Linked DNA regions of Drosophila melanogaster: region 2 is linked to region 1. A link is a contact called in public HiChIP or PLAC-seq data. All regions are on one chromosome and are shown on one strand. Each heading gives the region's core, a stretch centred on a gene start, on an enhancer-like site or on the middle of the called end of the contact. The rest is flanking DNA. Distances are from core to core; before and after follow the strand shown. Region 1 holds the start of cindr (CIN85 and CD2AP related). Region 2 holds the start of Sap-r (Saposin-related).

The links. HiChIP or PLAC-seq counts read pairs in DNA pulled down with a chosen protein or histone mark.
Region 2: a contact with region 1 is called in an H3K27ac HiChIP or PLAC-seq map of the Kc167 cell line, with 5 times the contacts expected there. The contact joins the promoter of Sap-r here to the promoter of cindr in region 1. A contact is called at or near these places in 21 of 107 Hi-C or Micro-C datasets (the Clone 8 cell line, the D17-c3 cell line, the Kc167 cell line and 9 more) and 5 of 6 datasets of contacts at active chromatin or transcription factors (the Kc167 cell line and the S2 cell line).

The regions. Positions count from the first base shown.
Region 1 is chr3R:30,806,636-30,811,187 of dm6, reverse strand. It overlaps cindr (CIN85 and CD2AP related), which reads right to left and starts at 2,571. Exons shown (of 7, transcript NM_001276200.1): 1 at 1,905-2,571. The coding sequence starts at 1,917. It overlaps dj-1beta, which reads right to left and starts at 4,071. Exons shown (of 3, transcript NM_143568.3): 1 at 3,904-4,071; 2 at 3,521-3,840; 3 at 3,210-3,454. The coding sequence starts at 3,990. The coding sequence ends at 3,298.
Region 2 is chr3R:30,886,425-30,890,976 of dm6, reverse strand. Sap-r (Saposin-related) reads left to right here and starts at 1,915. Exons shown (of 7, transcript NM_079858.4): 1 at 1,915-2,092; 2 at 2,238-2,316; 3 at 4,073-4,355; 4 at 4,430-4,552. The coding sequence starts at 2,044.

The DNA of each region.
Region 1 (4,552 bases), core at 1,322-3,821:
GTGGCTGGTGGTAATGGGCCAGGTGAGGGCGTGGTCCCACTCCCATTTCCAGCCCACACCAAAGTCAATTACGGAATATAAAAATGCAGGCGTGGCATGGGCAATTTATTAAATTGTCAGGAAAGCTTTGGCGCGAGGAGTGCTGGAACCCCTTAGACGTGGATATGATATGATGATATGATAAGATAAAGGCCGAGCAAAATGTGGCAAATAAGAAATCTGATAAAATGTTTTCATTTGGCGATTCATTTGCGTTGACCATTGATTGCCATTGTTGCCGGTTTTCTGTTTTCTGTCTTCTGTTTTCCATGTTTTGAGTTTTGTGTTGGCGTTACATAAACGCCGCTCGGAATCACTTAAAGCAGCGGAAGAAAGCAGCTTTGTTTGGGATGCAAATGTAGTAGATGGGTACACAGAGAGCTGGCCTTTCCATTGTCCGCCGTCCCATGGAAATTGTTCATCAAAAGAAATCAGAAATCAGAAATCATTAGTGAAACGGCTGCGGGTGCGGTGCATATTTTTTTATTTTTGAGGCGCGGTCTTTCAATCAGCCTCCATTATCAGAAGGCAACATCGCAGAGGCGAGGGCTTCTCAATCTTGGGCTCCATCCACAAAGAAGCCACCACAAGGTTGAAACGCACATTAAGATTTATTAATATTGTCTGGACTGAGCAGCCCCTTAGTACGAGTAGTGCCTATCGATCCCGGATTATCTCTCCATGGAACCAACTGAACAGTAGCCAAAGGGTCAGCAAAGGGTCGGAAAACCCATAGACGAGTGGAATACACCAGATAAGCTTGGAAAACACAAAAGAGGAGTCAAAGTAAGCTTTCTATATTCAGATTTACAACGGGTTTCAAGGGTAAACAAATCAATTTGCAATTAGCAAGTAGCTTCAAAATTTTTAAACAGGTAACACTAAAAAACGAAAGCAAAACATTACTTTATATCTTTGTAAATCCCTTTTATATGAATAGTTGGATGGCCGAAACACTTAATTGGCCCTCATTCAAAGGTCCGTACAAAAGAGTTAATTAAAATGCTAAAAAACCGCAATATTTTCATCGGATTTCGGCCTGAATCAGAGGCTTTTTTTAGCTGACCCGGGCGAGATGGAAAATATCCACTAATTTGCATCGCAGAACATTTGTTCTCCAGTTCCCATTGTGAATTTGAAAAGTTTTCAGGGGGAAAATGAAATTGATGGCGGCATGAAGTCATCAAAACGCAGAAATTCTATTTCAAATGCCTTTTCTTCGGCCACTAAAACCGGTTCTCATACAAAGTGTTTTGTTTTAGCCCATGTTATATTTGTTTGTTTGTTGTCCAACTTTTGGTTTATTGCTGTAAAAATCGTGGTCACAGAGTGTTAAAAACAACAGGGCTTTAACACAACACCGTTAGTCAGTCAGACGTATATCCAGGGTATTAGATTCGAGTCAAGAGGAAAATGGAAAACCAAGTGTCCTTGGGCTAAGATGACACACCCACCCCGAAAAGCAACAAAAACAAGAAGAGTTTTTCGGGCGCACAAAATGCGAATGTGGCGAGCAAAGGCAGACGGCAAAAACAGGCGGGACCCACCCCGAAAAATAGGACAGAAAAAAAACAACAAAATGGAAAAGAAACTGCAGTTTTGGGTAGTTGAACGCGGGGTACTCTTCTTTAAAGGTGTGAAGAGAAGAGAAAGGTCTTGTGATGAGTTCTAGGAATCTACGATAAAATCGAGCTGGCATATAAGCATTTATCTCTAAGATCTTCACATTGTATCGGTGCAGTTTAGTTGATCTTTAGTTTTCGAAATGAAATCCTTTTTACTTACTATCTACTGCTAGATAGATCGTGTTACGGCTCAAATGCCCTTCCTTTATGCGGGCATACTGGCTGCAGGAGCGAACTTACTGTTGTTTTCCATGATTGAAGCGATTCCTGGTGGCCAGCGCTTCCAGCAGGTTCAATGCACGCTGTGTTTTCTGTTTTTGGTTTCGTATCTTGAAGACGGGTTTATGAATCACGCGCGTTAACCGCGAAAAACGGAAGGTAGGAATTACCTAGAACTCTATATACACGAGTATTTCTCGACGTGTTTTTTATTTTATTTATTTTTTTTTTTTTTTTGACCCTGTTCTGCTCGCAGTTAAATTTCAACAAAGAGTAAGAGACGGGGCGCGCGTGCGAGCGAGAAGGAGCGAGCGCATTTAATTTCGCGTCACGTAGAATATTTTCCTTTTTTTTTTTGTTGATTTATTGCAGTTTCCTCTGCCGTTTTTCGTTGCACTTTTCACTGCCCACCTTGCTTCGCTTCCTTTTCGGCTTCGCACTTCTTCTTATTCGCTGGCACGCACTTGCACTTCGATTTGCTCTCCACACGCATTCGCATGCACTCAATTCACTCCGCCTTTCCAGCGCGGCAGTGCGTCTCCGCTTTTCGCCACTCACTACTCACTTCCTTCGAATTAAATGCGCTTTTGCCACAAAATAAACGGGCAAATATAATCCCAGCAAATCGCCAAACGAGCGAGCGAAACGCAAACACGCCGACGAACTCCCACTACAACTACAACAACCACAACAACCGTTCGCTGCGGCTGCGAGAGTGGGACCAGCGGCGGCTAGCGACGAAATACTTAGTCCCTTTTGGCGCGAGCGGAGACGGCAACCACGGTTCGCGGCACGGGTTGTGGTGTGCAGGGACTCCAACCCAGTAGGGGTATTCCACCGTAGGCCATTACTTTCAGCTATTTTTAAAATTTTACAATTAAATGCAGCAGAATGTTTAATCAATGTAAATATTGAATATAACTAAATATATTAATAATGTACTATTTTGTAAATATATCGTCAGCAATACTTCCATTTGGCTTCACATCCCATTTTAATATATGCATTTTTAATTTCATTTATAGTCCAGTCATAACCAAATGAAATAATATAGATGTTTCTTTTTTCATGCCATATATGCATTTATATTTCATGACAAATTAAATTAAAGCCCATTGAACAATTTATTTTAACGCAGTTCAGTTGATTCATTATGATAGAATTATACTTCGCTCAAAACTAATTAAATGAAAACCGTTTGCTTCAAATAATGACATTTAAATTCACTTAAATAAATTTCTTTAATATATCTTTAACAACATGCCATTTCCTAGCTCTCCATTTAAACTTCTTTCAAATAGCAAATATAAAATTGAATCACAACTTCTGTCTTGAATAATTTTATTTTAATTCAGTTGTTGTTTGCATGAGTTGCTCTTGAAACAATCTGTTTTCATAAATAAGTGTAAATATGTTAGTTGTAGGCCACAAGAAGACCCTTGGCCACCTCCTGGACTTTCTCCTTGCCCGCCAGCTCCTCGGCGATTTTGAGGGCGAACTCGTAGGCGGTGCCAGGACCTCGACTGGTGATCAGATTGCCATCCTTGACCACCGTCTTGTCGTCCACATAGCTTAAAGAAATAATCAAAAGAAATGGGATGAAGATCATGGGAAAATAAACTTAAGAGGTGGTATACCTATAGTTATTCACCAGCTGGGGCTTCATTGAGGGATACGAGGTGAGGGATTTCCCGGAGGCGACGCCGTGCTTGGCCAAAACGGTGGGCGCGGCACAGATGGCGGCGATGAGTCCGCCACCAGACTCCTGGCTGCGCAGCAAGTCACCGACCAGCGAGGACTCCCCCATGGCATTGGAGCCACCCAGTCCGCCGGGCAGCACCACCACATCGAACTTATCCGAGGCAACCTGGGCCAGCGAGGTGTCCGGCAGGATCTGCACATCCCGCGAGCACTTCACCGCTTCCCCGCCATTCAAACCGGCTACGGTGACCTTGATCTATCATATAGTAAGTATAAGTATAGAACAGAGTGATTTAATGGAAAGGTTGAGAGCACTTACGCCCGCCCTTCTCAGAACGTCGGCGGCTATGATGAACTCCATCTCCTCCGCTCCGGGAGCCAAAATCACCAGCGCGCTTTTCGACATCTTGGTAAACTTAGAAAAGTGCCTTGAAATTTGAGGAAATCCAAAGAAAACCATGCAGATACGATAGCTTATCGATAGCGCTGTTCTGGAACGCAGCTTTGAGTTTTCCTTATCGAGGTTTCAAAAACTGAGCGGCAAACTAAAACACTTGTATAATTTGGTTTGACTTGCAGTTAGGCGACTAATTTGATGCATTTAAAACTTCTGTTTTTCACAGGAAGTTAATATTTTCATTCTTACTCAAAACAATGTTCTGCATTATATTTTAAAATATTAAGACTTTGAAATCAGTTGATTTTATTTATATGAGAAAAGGATTGCGTCTATGCTACGTGCTACACAGAAATGGTTTGAAACCTCATTAACAATTCTAACAAGTCTTGTTCTTTAAGTTAAAACCGATAACATTTACTTGCTCTCTATATTCTGTCGTATTACATAAATTTATATAAACTGATCACTGAAATATTTTTATATTTGTTTTCAGTATAATATCGATGTTTATATACCACGGTCAAATCCTATCGATACCTGATGTGGTTGCCAGACCAAGTACAGCTGC
Region 2 (4,552 bases), core at 666-3,165, 80 kb before region 1:
GCTACGTTCTCTGATCTCCGAAAAGCGACTACCCCAAAGTAACTGTTTCGGAGTTTCAGGCGGATTTCATGGATAGGGAAAGGGAAATTGCCCAAGAGGTCAGCCAAAGTGGCCATAAACAATTAGCCATTAGACGGGCCTTATGTGACGCACTTGGCAATCGCGGCAATTAGAGTTGTTACCAATCTCTCCGCGGGTCACTCAACACAAAATGTATCTCGAGCCTCGATTTTATCTGCCAGCGTGTGAACTGCCGGAAATTTCACTCTTGTGGATGGATGCATTTAATTCTTTCCGAACCTGATTTTTGACCAAGTTAATTGGGAGGGAATAAAAGGCGTACTTTGTACTTTGTCCGACTATAACTTGGCTTGGCTGAATTCAAAGACCCAAACAAGCAGTCGCTTCTAGAGTAAACAAATTTATGAATGACATAAAAAAGCGGATAAAAGCAGAAAATTATCTCGCTCTTGAAACTCCGAAATTAAACGTTAGTCCAATGATTTACTGCTTCACTTATAAGCGTGTTAATTGCCTAAATTTCCTTCACTGCTGAACTTGATTACTTGTTCTTTGGCGGCGGTCCACTCAATTGCCATAATATCAATCTCGCAGCCAGACTTCAAGTGTCAAGTGCAGTGTCTGGCTGCAATTAACCCTCTACTACCCCATGGTACCTCGCCTAAGGTCACATAAACCTTAAATTCAATTCCTATTTAATCGAGTGCAATTTAATATTTCCACAATTTTTGGTTCTAAGTACCAAGTATTTCAGCAAGGTCTCAGTGGGTTAATCTCCGTCAAAGAACCGAAATGCACGGCAGGCGTTGCAATCCACGGTCAACACGACAGGTTTCAGGTTTCCTTCTAAGCCCCTGAACAGCCAAATCGTTGGTTTTGACACAGATATAGCCATGTTATGGCCGTATTGGCCGGATCGGCGCTTGCATTTGGCATTTCGTTGGGCAAACACCACCAGATGACCTCGACTTTCAATCGCTGTGAGAATGTGTCTGGCATTCTTTGCGAATGTATCTTCAGACGATTCTCACACAGATCTTGATACGCACCTCGGAATCGAGAATTACACGCCGATAGGCATCGCGAGAAAAATCTACTAGCCGGCCATTACGAGTGAGATGCATTTTCCCCAACATTTATGCCTGCGAGCTTTACATCTGGGCAGGCTCACATCAATTAACCCGCAATTACAATAGAATTTAATCATGTGCCTGCCAGTTCACGTCGCACAGTTGGCCAAGTTGGCCAAAGGGGGGTTAAGCGATGGGGCTGGGCAAAAAGGGGCGTATTAATAACCGCGCTAAGTTCAAGAACATCGCTGATGGTTATTGTCATAGTTTCGTCGCGGCAATATGTAATTAAATCTGCGGATTGCAATCGATTATAAATACATTGTGAGGCATTTGCGGGTGGCGAAGGCTTTGTTTGTTGATTGAGTGAGTGATTTAATAAATTGTTCCGACTTTAGGAGCAATAATTTTCTTCTACGATAATTGAAGTTATAATTTGAAGGACAACGTATTCAAGTACTCCATGTACTTAACACCCTATAGAAAGGTGGCCCAAATCTAATAGTTTCATATCGGTTACTTAATTGTTTATTATACCATTTTAAGTTTAATGATTTGCTGACCCCATTTTATGATAGCTTCCTCGGAGGTTTTTATGGCTTTTTGAAAGGCAAAAACAGATCTCTGTTATTAACAGAGTGCGGTTCGAGTCCATGCTCCCCCCTGATTGCTAAGTATACACTGGGTTGGTTTTATGCTAAAAGCATTATCCAAGTCTTGCTCCATAAGTATCGTTAAATAAATTTAACAATAATTCAATCGCTGACTGGTCGCACTATTATATCGCTACGGTATATATTTGACGAAACAGACGGCGGCCACACTACAGACAAATAAAAAATTGAACCAATCGTTGCAATTGCACTTCAGTTTTCGTTCAGAAATAAATACGTAGCTGCAAATAGAGGACTATCTCCGCCGACATTTAAGAAGTACAGTTAAAACCGGGAAAATGGAGAGAGCAGGCCTCTTGGCCGTTTTGGCACTGTGCTGCGCCTTTGGTGAGTGGAGAAGAGATGGAGAGAAGTGCGAAAAGCGACGTTGAAAGGGAACCACAATAATAGTTTAGTCATAGCTTATTGCGTATTCGTGCTGTGCACTCTGTTCCTCAACCGTTGCTCTCTTTGTTTGTTTGCTTTCTTGCAGGCGTCTTCGCCGCTGCCACGCCCCTTTTGGGCTCCAGCAAGTGCACCTGGGGACCCTCCTACTGGTGCGGAAATTTCAGGTGAGTGCAAAAAAGTGGGTGATACAATAAACGGTATATTCGGATAAATCGCTTGGTCATCGAACACCACAAAGTTCTCGAAGGCGAAAAGCTAACCTCTCTTAACCCCCCTCCAAATAGCGATATTACTTCTCCGCCTCACTTGCCCATTGTTTGCAGCGAAGACTCGTCTGTTCTGTTTTGTTCTCGGCCGATAAGACTATCACTCGAATCGGGAATCGAATCACTTTGCTCTACATAGCTCTATTCGCCGATAACCCCTGTTATTGCAAACTTAACACTAGTGCCGCTCTAATTGCGTCCCCTTATTTTGCGTTGTATTGTTTTACAGACTCGATGTTTTCTCTGAGTGCACTTTTCGCAATACTCTCTGCCTTCATATCCCATATTTCTGGATTTCCTTTGTCTGCACATTCGCTGTACAAATCAAATTAACAGTACCGCCAGTCGGAACATTTAGACGGCAGAGTTAAGCGCTCGTAGGGGGCACAACTTTATCGACACCGATTATATGCATGAGTAATCCAGAGGAGCAGATCGTTTTGACACAGCTCCCTTTTCTGTGCACCGCCAAACAAACCACATGATTGCTTTGTTTATCATTGTTAATTCGCTGTAGGCGGCAACAGTTGTTCCTTATCAACGAATTCTGACTAATCCCTCAGGCGTATGATGAGTACAGGGGAACATCCGAAAGTGCAACTTCTAAGCCTTAACACAATCACAATGCACTTGAAACCCTTATCTTAGCCATACTCACAATTGTAAATTCCTCAATGGAGTGATATTACATTGCGGCCACAAAGGATCACCTTACAGAAGCTATACTGTACGTACATATGTATGTATGTTACACCAAGATAAACTTGAAAACATTTACATGGACTGCATCATTAATAGAGTAAAAGCGATCAATAGGCAACTGAAAACATTTGTTAAGCACCCATCCATCGCTTATCGCTAGTCGTAATTCCTTTGTTTATTGATTGATTTATTTTTAAATGGCCAGGAAAATCCGCCATTTCTGGCTCTTAACCGTTTCTTTGTTTCTCAATTGCAGAGTGTCAAAAATTAAAAACGTCGCCATTGCTGTTGAAAATTCAGAAAACAATATCTGTGAATGCGCAGCCAAGTGAATAATATATACGTGGATACGTCCAGATATATCATTCATACATATGTACTGTTTATTTCCGTGCTTATCAGTGCTGATTTTTTGCTATTTAGACGCTTTTGTTTGGTATTCCTGGCGATTCCACCGCAGGCGTCTCTTCATGTTAATGGAAATTAGCACTTTCCGTTCGAATCAGTCAAATCGATTTATATTGAACAAATATAGGGTTACTTTCCATCAAAGTGTTGTGCTTTAAATGCTATTTGCTTATATGAGATGATATGGGCTTTGATTTAGTCAGCATAAGTTTGATGATTATTAAACCATTTCGTTCCGTCTCGGATGTTCAAAAATCAAAATTATTACCAGTCCAATGCTTCGTTGTATTCATTGAAGACCCAACATTATCATGTGAGCTGTGGGTGCATTCTTAAAGTGGATAGGGGACTACTCCCTTTTTAGTGGACTCTGGTCTTTGCTGACTCGTCGATTCTGGCTTGGCCACTCGATTACGAATGCGGGTCATTTGATCCGAACAGCGGCATTTCGCACAATCAGCTTAGTATCCGACTGCTTACTCTGATGGGTTTATCTTAACAGCAAAAAAAAAGTTTGCTAACTTTATGTCTGCTTCCTTTCCAGCAACTCCAAGGAATGTCGTGCCACCCGCCACTGCATCCAAACCGTTTGGGAAACCCAAAAGGTGCCGGTGGACACGGACTCCATCTGCACGATATGCAAGGACATGGTTACTCAGGCCCGCGACCAGCTGAAGAGCAACCAGACAGAGGAGGAGCTGAAGGAGGTCTTCGAGGGCTCCTGCAAGCTGATTCCGATCAAGCCGATCCAGAAGGAGTGCATCAAGGTGGCCGATGACTTCCTGCCCGAGTTGGTCGAGGCCCTGGCCTCGCAGATGAATCCAGATGTGAGTTTTCACCTCTACAACACATCCTCCTAAACCTTTTATTGATATATAAAATGTTTCCCTTCAATCCTCAGCAAGTTTGCTCTGTGGCCGGACTTTGCAACAGTGCTCGCATCGACGAATTGTATAAGAACGGCATTCAGGCTGGTCTTGATGGAACCGTCCAGAATGAAGATGACAGCTCCGAGGAGACCGAG